Regions from separate parts of the Sus scrofa genome. Here region 2 is linked to region 1. The links are chromatin contacts, called in public Hi-C maps. All regions are on one chromosome and are shown on one strand. The core of a region is the stretch at or near the end of the contact, and the rest is flanking DNA. Distances in the headings are between cores, read along the strand shown. Region 1 overlaps IGFBP7 (insulin like growth factor binding protein 7). Region 2 has its middle 28 kb from the start of IGFBP7.

The links. A called contact is a pair of places that touch in the nucleus more often than the background predicts.
Region 2: a contact with region 1 is called in a Hi-C map of heart right ventricle, with 4 times the contacts expected there. The contact joins two enhancer-like sites. A contact is called at or near these places in 2 of 47 Hi-C or Micro-C datasets (embryonic fibroblasts and heart right ventricle).

Annotation. Positions count from the first base shown.
Region 1 is chr8:56,299,018-56,304,179 of Sscrofa11.1, reverse strand. The region is part of intron 1 of IGFBP7 (insulin like growth factor binding protein 7); the gene reads left to right. Among named protein-coding and RNA genes, the nearest start is that of IGFBP7, 56 kb to the left of the region's middle. Within about 2 kb of position 2,264, at least 36 of the 83 cell types and tissues checked have an H3K27ac peak or open chromatin away from gene starts, as enhancers often do.
Region 2 is chr8:56,383,370-56,388,531 of Sscrofa11.1, reverse strand. No RefSeq gene overlaps it. Among named protein-coding and RNA genes, the nearest start is that of IGFBP7, 28 kb to the right of the region's middle. Within about 2 kb of position 1,936, at least 26 of the 83 cell types and tissues checked have an H3K27ac peak or open chromatin away from gene starts, as enhancers often do.

The DNA of each region.
Region 1 (5,162 bases), core at 1,015-3,514:
TCTCCTCCATGGATAGTGGAGTGCAGGGCCTGGCTGGTTCTCTGACACTAAAGCCCCTGGGGAGCACGCTGCCTGGAGCCCGTGCTGCCCAGTGCATGCGGGGTAGCAGAGGTTGGCCCCATGGCAGGTCTTTCCTGGCCTCCCGGGGACTCAGGCTGCAGACTTCAGCTTTCAGAAATGTTCCAGGCACAGGCTGAGCAAGCCCAGCCCCCTGGAGCCGAAGGCCACTTGGCTGTCCCTCACACCCAGGGTTCAGTAACAATGCCGTTCTGTGGAACTGGCCAGACTGCAAGTCCTGTTAAGGGACTAAGCTCAGCAGATGGGTGAGCTTCTCCTCGTAGCTCGCAGCTGAGACCAGGGGACACTTCCAACACCTGAGAATTTCAAGCCCTGGGTGCATGTGGGGGAGCAGGAGCTCAAGGATGGAGTGTCTCAGGAGCTCACTCGGGGATTTCCAGGAAGCCCAAAATCAGTGCAATAAGTGCCCCTGGTGGAAACACTCCCCCCACCCCCGCACACCCCCCCCCCCCAGTTGTGTGCTTGCAGAATAGGAAAAAGTGACCCAACATTTTAACACTTTGGGTTTAAGGTGAGTCCTAGTCCAGATAGCACAGGCCCATGGAACGTGGGGGAAATGTTTGTAAGGCTCTGCTGGCGTGAGAACAAGATATGTAACTGGGGAGTCTCCCTTCTTAAAGGTGCCCTGAATAAAGTCAGTTTTTCCGTACACTCAAACCAAACCAAAGTGTAGCCTGCTAATTGAACTTGGTGGCCATGGATCAGGCTGGGGTTATGATGGCAGTTGCATGTTCCAGCTCATGATATGCTCACCTCCCTGGGCAACGCTGCCCACGCAGCCCAGGTTAGCTCAGCCACCATGGCTCCTGGGGTGAGCCCTTCCCTGTACATCTGGGCTTGGTCTGAAATACTTCGTGGATTTACTTTAGCTGATGCTGGGTTCCTCTGAGAATGCCCCAGCCCCCATGGACCAGAATCACCTGTGGGGGGACCCTTGGCCTGAAGTCAGACCCCATTGTTCACATCCTCCCATCTCGTGCTGGACCTTTACGGGTTAGGGGAAGAATCAGACATCATCAAGTACGAGGTCGGGTTGCAAGGAGCAAATAGTAAGGGTTTCGATGTCTCTTTTTGTCCATGCCCGCAACATGTGGAAGTTCTGGGGACAGGAATCGAACCTCTGCCACAGCAGAGACAACGCTGACTGACTCCTTAATCTGCTGCACCACAGGAGAGCTCCTATGGGGGTTCCCACTATGGTGCAGCAGGATCCGAGGTGTCTCTGCAGCATCAGATAACGCAGGACAGGTCACAGCTGCAGCTCGGGTCTGACCCCTGGCCCAGGAACTCCACGTGCCTCAGGGCAGCCAAAAAAGAATTAAAAAGAACTCCCACGACTTGCTGTCTGTGTTCCATGGTCAGGTCAAACTGGTGATAACTTTGAGCCATTGTAGGATTCACAGTCACGGACATCTGAATGTGTGGTGTAACACAGACACTATAGGAAACATTGGCTAGTGCTGTCTGGAAAGACTTTGAGCATCAGAATGCAGCCAGAATGGGGTCTCATTAACCAGAGGTAACAGGAGTCAGCAGGAGTTGAGGGCTCGTGTGCGCTGTCACCAGGGCTGTGTGGTGCTGGCTGGCCGGCCAGCCTCCAGGGGACTCACTGTCCCTGCTTGTAAGTGGCTGGTGGCTGAGCGATGTCTTAGCTGTCTGCTCCTCTGTTCTCCTCTGCTGGGGGGACAGGCTGGTGGCTGCAGCCAGCTGAGCTGATGGAATTCCTGGAGAGCCAGCCAGCGCTGTGTCCCTTCCACACCAAGGACCCCCCAGCCTGCCCAGGGATATAGTGTAAACCAGGCAGCAGGCGTCTGCGGGCGTCTCCCTTCTACCCGGGTCCAGCACCCCTCATCGCCCAGGGCAACTCCCCGTTCTCCTGCCAGTGCCTTCTCTGCTGGCAGCCCTGCATAGCCGGAGGCCTGGACTCCCTCCCTCCCTGCAGCTTCCTGTGCCAGTGTGGCTCTCCCTGCAAAACTGTGGGGCCTGCCCATCCCTCTCTGTCCATCGCATCACCTACCACCTTGTCTTAGGCTCCCAGGCCCCACCTGTGCCTATCCTGCTGCACAGCCTCCAGAGTCCTCTCCCGAGACGCCCCAAGTCACGCACCTCCAGTACCAGGGGCCCCCTTCCACCCTCCACCGCACGGTCCCTCCACGGCCTCCTGTGGGACTGTGGGCTCAGTTCCCATAAGGTCAGCTGCTGTACCCCCACCTCCCAGTGTCCCTGAGTGACTTGGTCTTGGCAGATGGCTCTGCCCTTAATTAGCCCACAGTTCCTGCTTCCCCTTCTTTAATATCAGGAAGCTTCCATGTGTTTCATCTGCTTCCCTCTTGGGGCCGTAGTGCCTTCCTACTATTCTTTGCCCGTCTTGTACTTTTGTTCAGGGCTTTTCCCCTCGGTGTGTTATTGGAATCCATTGTGGAGGTTTGGCCAAGTTGTCTGAACTCTTGATCTCCTTATGTGGTGTGTCACTGCATTCTCAGGTCCTCCTTTTTTGGTATGAATGCACATACTCTCTCTGAACTATTTTAGGAGCCAGCATCTTGAGGGAAGAGGAGTGTAGTTGGCAAATCCTTTATAACTGGGAGGAGTCTTATACTCAACTATGGTGTCCACATGCATTGAGTGAGAGCTACAGTCTGAGTGTGGAACCCAGCACATTCCAGAAACCCTGGGCTTAGGCTGATCTGTGGGGTGAGAGCTGCAGAACCAGGCAGGAAAGCCTCCCAGCCTGGTGGATGTCAGCGGCACCACGTAATTGCACTCTAGGGCACATTCGTGATGGGCACGTGTACTTCCAACCCAAAGAGAAAATTCCCAGACCCGCCTGGTTCCTTATTCTGTAAATGTGGGTGGACAAGGACCCAGAGCCAAGCGGTCTCTCCCCCAGAGTGCTCTGGGGTTTTTGTTTTTATTTTTTTAGTGATAACATGGTGAGGACATCCCAGGTCATATCTGAGGAGTGTTCTGTAAGAGAGGAGGAAATTGTTCACATATTTCTTTTACATTATCCCATGCTTTTTTATAGGATAACAGATTTTAACTCTGTCTTCTCTGCTACAGCGTCAAGTCAGATGAGCTTGAATGAATTAAGATTCAGAATTCTTCCCTTTTCAGGCCTTTTCCTCATATGACATTTGTGTGTTTTGTAAGACCTTCCCTTCCTCAGAATCAGACTGAAACAGCCCAAATTGAAACCCACTCATCCATGACTCTTGCTTTGCTGTATCTTCAGTGACTCCTCAGAACATAGCTATCTCTAGTTTATAATGGAATATTGCTGAAGTCATCTGTTCTCTGTGGGTCATTTGTCTAGAACTTAATTAAAAGTGGCTGAAGGGGAGGAGTGGGCTTAGGTGGCGACTCTGTTGGAGACTCCTGACTCCTCTGGGCACTTGGAAGGTGACACTGAGTCATTGAGCTAAACTTTAGTTTTCTTCCAAACTCGGAACCCCCGTCCCCCTTGCCTTGCCGCCAGTCATCTAGGGTCTGGCGCGCTTTCTTCCTTTCTTTTTCTCTTTCTTCTCCTTGTCCTCTGCCTCCTCCTTCTTCTTTTTCTTCCTCTTTCCCTTCAAGGGATGATTCAAAAGAAAAAACTGCCTAAGGTTACTAGGCAAGACTTACAGAAACAAGGGAGCAAGGCCGTGAATTCAGGAAGCTGAGGAAGAGCAAATGAGTGAGGACTGACCAGGTCATGAGAGCTGAGAAAGATAGTAGATTCACCTGGTTTGGGGACAGTCATCTGAGACAGAGAGGTAGGGTGGGCTGGAGGTGGGGAGAGTCCTGGAGTAGCCGCTTCTGCTCCTGCCTCCTGCTGTCAGCCTCCAGACAGCACTGTGACGCTCAGTTGTGGCCTGGACTTGTCCCCGGGGTGGGGTGGGGGCAGAGGGCGCTCACTCTGCACAGGAAGTCTGCTAGACAGAGGTTGGAGCGCCTGGAGTCCTTAATGGAACAATGGCAGGGATACATAAATAATTGAACTTATCCTGCTGTTTGTCCCTGTACATTTAAATATTCTGTGACTTGTTTCAGATGGAATCCAAACACTGAGCATGATTTAGTGGCCGTGTTGTTACCCTTGGCTTGGCCTCAAGGACTGTTTTTGAGCTTTCTGCCCCCAAATAAGCACAGAATGAACCAAAAGTTCCTTTATCCTTAAAAACAGAAATAATTCTGAATCTGCTTTGGTCTTGGGAAAAAGGGAACATGGACAGAGTTAGAAGTTATCTGTTAAAGAATCATTTTGTTGTAGAGTGTTCTGGTGGCTCAGTGGGTTAAGGATCAGGCATTGTCACTGCTGTGGCTCTGGCTACTGCTGTGCTGTGGGTTGGATCCCTGGCCTGGGGGCTTCGACAAGCTTGGCTAGGGGGAAAAGCATCGTTTTGGGGCACTCTCCTGAGGTGGGTCAGAGCGGTCAGGAATTGAGTTGTGTGCTGAACTAGCAGTTTGATGTGGCTTTTGGCAGTGAACTTGCCTGTCAGTGGAGCACGTGGGGAGGTTGTTGTTGGATCTGTCACTGTGTTGGCCATACGTCTTTTCACCGTCCCTCCACTTCCATGTGTGACCTGTCCACTTGCTCTCTGTGTGTCAGCATTTGTTCCGGAGGTTTGAAATCGCCCAGGGTTTCCTTTATGTGCTGCAAACACGTCCTGATGTCCCGCCCATCCACCCAGCAAGACCCAGTGAGCTGTACGGCTGTGTGCTTGGGGAGCTTGGAAAACTCCAGGATAGCCTGTTTGCAGGCTTGACAAAATCATGTACTTCTCAGAATGGTCCAAATACCATTCACCTAGGGTTTTATGTGTATTCTAAGAGCTGGGAGAGAGAGGAGAACTCAGAGATGGTTGGTCCCAGTCGTGCCCTGGGGTTACTCATTCATGGTTTACCTGCAGGTTAAGGTCCCTCTCTGCCACAGCCTGCACCTGCAGACTGGATTTAATCCCTGGCCTGGGAACTTCGGCGTGCCACCAGTGTGGCCCCCAGATAAAAAATAAATAAGTAAAAGGAAGCAAAGTGTTCCTGGGTGGGTTCAGATGTTTCTAAAGAACATTGGCTCTGCCTGAAATGGTCTGCTGCTTGGAGTG
Region 2 (5,162 bases), core at 687-3,186, 85 kb before region 1:
CCCCATTTTTGAGACTCTGGCTCAGGCATCCTGCTCGGGTCCCATTGTCCAGGGCTGGAGGGAGAAGGGTGGGAGTTCCATTCAGCAACTGCATCTCTAGTTGAGCACCAAGTAAGGACAGTTATCAATCTTGGACAAGCCTTGCAGGAGAAGCCCAGCTGCTTGTTGATTGAAAGCACTGCCAGACAGGAGGCAAACGCTGCCCACCACCATCAGCATAATAATAGCCCAGAGACTACTGTTGCTGAAACTTGGGCTTGGTCCATGAAACTCAGCCTCTGTCCACCGGTGCCGAATACAAACATGGAGACAGAGTTTTGGGTGAAGGAGGAAGAAATAGCTTTATTGCTTTGCCAAGCAAAGGGGGCCACAGCAGACTAATGCCTTAAAGATTGTGCCCCCCTTGGGAGAGATTAGGAGGTGGTTTTATAGTTTGAGGAGTAGAAAATAGGGATGCAGATAAGGATCAGGATAGAAGCAAGCTTGTACTGTTTCTCAAAGCTAGTGTTTGGTGGCCCAGGGACTGGTTCTGGTGGTCCTCCTTCTTCCCAGCATGAAGACGGCTTCATCAAGAGGTTGTAGGGGGTTTTTAGTTCTGCAGAAAAGTTCAAAGCTGTTGTTATGTATGTTCCTTGAGTAGGAATCAGGACCTGCCCCAAGGCTGCACTCCTGTCTCTTTCCTGCTCCTCCCTGGTCTCTGCCTCCCCATCCCCGCCCTCCCCCAGTTCCCTGATTAGCACCTATGTGAACCTGCCCTTTGGAGCCCAGGGAAGGTCACGGAGGCTGAAGCTTATTCCCTGAAAACAAGAAACGGAGGACACAGAAAGGCTCATGTGGCCAGAGCCCACAGGGCCCTGCTCAGTCACACCACTTTCTAAGCACTATTTCCAAGCAGCCCCTGTTAACCTGGTAAAAAGGAAGAAATGGGTCTCTAGCTCAAAGAGACATTGGCACTGGAGATTAAAATACAGCTGTCTTCAGGACTCAGGAACAGTAAATGCCATGGTTGTCTGTGGAGAAGGCTGTGGTGGGTTTTGGCTCTAGGAACAGGAACAGGTTCTCAGAGAAGGTAAGGAGAGTGACAAGGGGGCCAAGGACAGAATGCTGGGACCTGGGGCATTAAAAGGTTGGCAAAGGAAGTACATTCCTGAAGAACAGAGAAAAAAAACAGCCAGAGTGGGGGAAGTCTCAAAACCAAAATCTAGGGGAGTTCCTGTCATGGCTCAGTGGTTAATGAATCCAACTAGGAACCATGAGGTTTCCGGTCCGATCCCTGGCCTTGGTCAAGGATCTGGCGTGCCCTGAGCTGGTGTAGGTTGCAGACTCGGCTCAGATCCCATGTTGCTGTGGCTCTGGCATAGGCCGGTGGCTACAGCTCCGATTCGAACCCTAGCCTGGGAACCTCCATATGCCGCAGGAGCCGCCCAAGAAATGCAAAAAGACCAAAAAAAAAAAAAAAAAAAAAAAAAAAAATCTAGCCAAGATGCTGTGAATCGTGCAGGGGGTGGGGTGGGGGTGTGGTTGCAATTCTAGAGAGAAGGAGAAAAGGTAAAGATGAGAGCTTCTGAGAAAGCAGGGGGCTGAGGAAGTTGGCCAAAGTAAAGCTTGGGAGTGGTGGGAAGGTGCCCTGAGAGGCGAGGGTGGACAACAGAGAGGAACTCGGGGTCACAGGGACACCCCCACCCCTATGAGGTTTACTTGAGGATGCTCAGAAGATGATGAAAAGGAGCCAATCTATTCAGAGAGGTCGAGAAAACAGGGCTGGGGCCGCGAGGCAAGTGGAATGAGATTTCTGAGGGTGAGGGACCCTAAGCACGTCAGAAGGGGCCCACAGGGTAGGGAAGAGGAAGCTGCAGGTCCCAAGGTCAAGCCTAGGACGCGGACCACGGAGGACCAGCCCGCCGCCTTCGCGGCCAGGTTCCTGCGCAGCACGTGACGTCGGTGCCCTCTCGTGGCCATAGTTGGAATGGCAGGGCGCGCGGAATCCCTGTAGGCGGGTGAGGCTGAGACCCGGGATCGCAGGCATCTGGGGACACAGGGGTCGCTAAGGACAAAGCTCACAGCACAAAAGGAGTCGGGGAGGAAATCATTTGGATGGGGGACGTTTATCAGTCTTTTCTGCACTTCTAGGCGAGGGGCGGGGGCGTGGAATGAAACGATCTGGGCCAATTAGAGCCACAAAAACACCCAAACCTGAGTCAGTCCGTGCTGTGGATTCGGACTCGGACCTGGTGTGACCCAAGAGGCACAGAGCAGCTGTAGCCGGCGCGCGGGCGTAGGGGAGTCAGGAGGCGCCCAGCCCCGGGTGGACGAAAGGGGCCTAGAGCCCGGCTCCGGTGGAGGCAACGCCTGCACAATGCTGCCATCTACCGGGCAGGTTCGGGAACGCTCGGCCTGCCCTGCGCTGGAGGTGGGAAGGGAGAAGCAGCCTGTTAATTCAGATGGTGCCCCGTGAAGCGCCCCTGTCTCACTAGGATCTAGTCTTAGCGAGCGAGCGGTGTTCAGGCTTAGCAACACTAATACTCGTTGGCTCCCAGAGCAACTCAGGAAAATATGAGGGTGTTTTGTGTCTGGGGGTCACTAGGCCAAAGGAGATAAAATCTCCAGTAAGTGTATAAAACAAAGAGGGGATTGGGGTCTGGAATGGGGTGGGTGCTGGTCCTGGATGCCAGGTAGTTCTCAGCCAGTGAAATGCATGGAAAGAGGGTTTGAGCCTTAAGTCTGTTAGCTCTTCTGGGCTCAGTTTCTTCACTGGTAACATGGCAATGAAGTTGGCCTAGCAGGAAGCTTGGAGGATCAGTTACGCAGATCCTTGGGAACAGCGTGCAAAGTATAAAACTGCATGTCATCACCAGGTGCGATCAAGTGCAAATTCTTGTTCTAAATCAGAGGTGACTGAGGAAGACGTTGCACATACAGCAGCTGCTGGTGGGGAGGAGAGAATCTGGGTATCTCAACTCCGTTTGCCCAGGTATTTCTTTCATTAAACTCTGACTTTCCTGAGTAGGTCTCCCATACCATCCCTAGGGATTTTGTAAGGAAGAATTAAATCACTTTAACAGAAGGCTTGTCTCTGTTCCTGGAGAGAGAATGATGAGGGCATTTGATTTTTGCAGTTGTATTTGTCAAGTCCAAATGTATGTCGCTCATATTTTTAGTAGCTCCAGAGTACAAATGCTAGGCATTTTTGTAGTGAGCATGATTTTTCTCCATATTGCAAAAGAGAAAACTGAGGTTCATAGAGGTTAATGTGCCTGAGGCCACAAAGAAAGTGAGCAATGGGTATAAAACTCACAGTTGGGGCAAAGAATCAATAAGCCTTGAACACAGCCAGCCGTGGGCAAAGGCAGGAGGGCCTGTGCACATCTTTTCAGATGCAATGAGGGCTTCCTGCCTAAAACACTTTCCCAGCCACTTGGAGAGAAAACGTGGCCATTAGTCAGTAATTCCTCAGGTTTCAGATGGTTTTTTTGTTCCCTTTTTTGAAAAGCAAATTCTCCTGAGAATGGGAATAACTTTACGCTTTTTTAGTCATTTATATCTAAGTAAGACAAAGTTTGTTCTAGGCTTCCCCAGAGAGCAGCTTTTGATAAAGAGATGGATAGAAAGCAGGCACAGTGTGAGTGCTCACAGGGAGTAAAAAGAAAAGAGATGCAAACGAGGAGGCAGGTCGCCCAAAACTGTCTCTTTTACTGTTTTACCTCGAGTTTTGGCTTTGTTGATGAGATGTGTTTTTTGTGCCAAAACATCACATACTGAAAAAGAATCAAATTGGAGGCCTCACATTTCCTGATTTCAAAACTTATTGCAAAGCCACAGTAATCACAGTATTAAGTTCAGTACAGGCAAAGGGGTTGACATATAGATAAACGGAGTAAAACCGGAGTCAAAAATAAACTATACTATTTATGGTCAACTGATTTGAGACCAAGATGTCAAGAAAACTCAATGAAGGGAAAATAGCTGGGAACCATTTACTCCGCTATATACAAAAATTAACCCAATATGGGTTAAAGACCTAAGTTAGTGCAAAAACATACAACTCTTAGAAGAAAATATAGGAACAGGAGTTCCCATTGTGGCACAGTGGAAACGAATCTGACTAGGAACCATGAGGTTGCAGGTTTGATCCCTGGCCTTGCTCATTGGCTTAAGAATCTGGCGTTGCCATGAGCTGTGGTGTAGGTCGCAGATGCGGCTCGGATCCTGTGTTGCTGTGGCTGTGGTGTATGCCGGTGGCTACAGCTCCAATTTGACTCCTAGCCTGGGAATATTCTATGTGCCACAGGTGCAGCCCTAAAAAGCAATAAATAAATAAATAAATAAATAAATAAATAAATTTTTTTAATTGCTCTTAAAATTTAAAACTTGTGCTTTGAAGAATATGCTCACAAAAGTGAAATGATGCTGGACAGAATGGGAGAAAAGATTTGCAAATCAAATATCTGCTAAGGAAATTGTGTCTAGAACAAATAAAGAACTCACATTTGTCGATAATTTAAAAGGCAACCCAATGTTAAAATGGGCAAAGAATCTCACTAGACGTTTCTCCTAAGAAAATATGCCAATGTGCAACAAGCACATGAAAAGCATTATTAGCCACCAGGGAACACACCTGAGACGAAGCCAGATGTGTGTGCAAGAGCCTGTGGATGCCCCAGTCACGTCTTCCCACTCAGTCACCAGGGAGCAGACAAGGCGTCCCCACATGTGCTGTCTGCAGCCCTAACCCACAGGATCCCTGCGCATGACCACACAGGTGTCATCTAAGTCTGGGGTAGTGGGTGACGCCATCCCAGATGCAGAGACCCATGTTCTAATGTAGGTGTTCAGACTCAGTCCTTCTGTCAAGCCGACCAACTAGGGCAAAGGACCAAGGGAAGCACACAGGAGCCTCCAGTGAGAACTGTCCACCACCACAATGGCAGCCAGTCCCTGGGCTGGAGTGGTGCCAGAGGCTGTGTGCACCTTGTCACCAACCCTCCTGGAAACCTGCCCCCAGTGCGGCACCAGCCCGTCGTACAGACAGGGAAGCTGGGATCAGGCCACATAGACAGAAGCAGCCAGGGCTAACATCCACACCAATGTCCATCGCACCCCAAGTCCACATGCTTCTGCCCATGACTAGCACCCACCCCCAGGCCCTCCCCCAGGCACTCCCC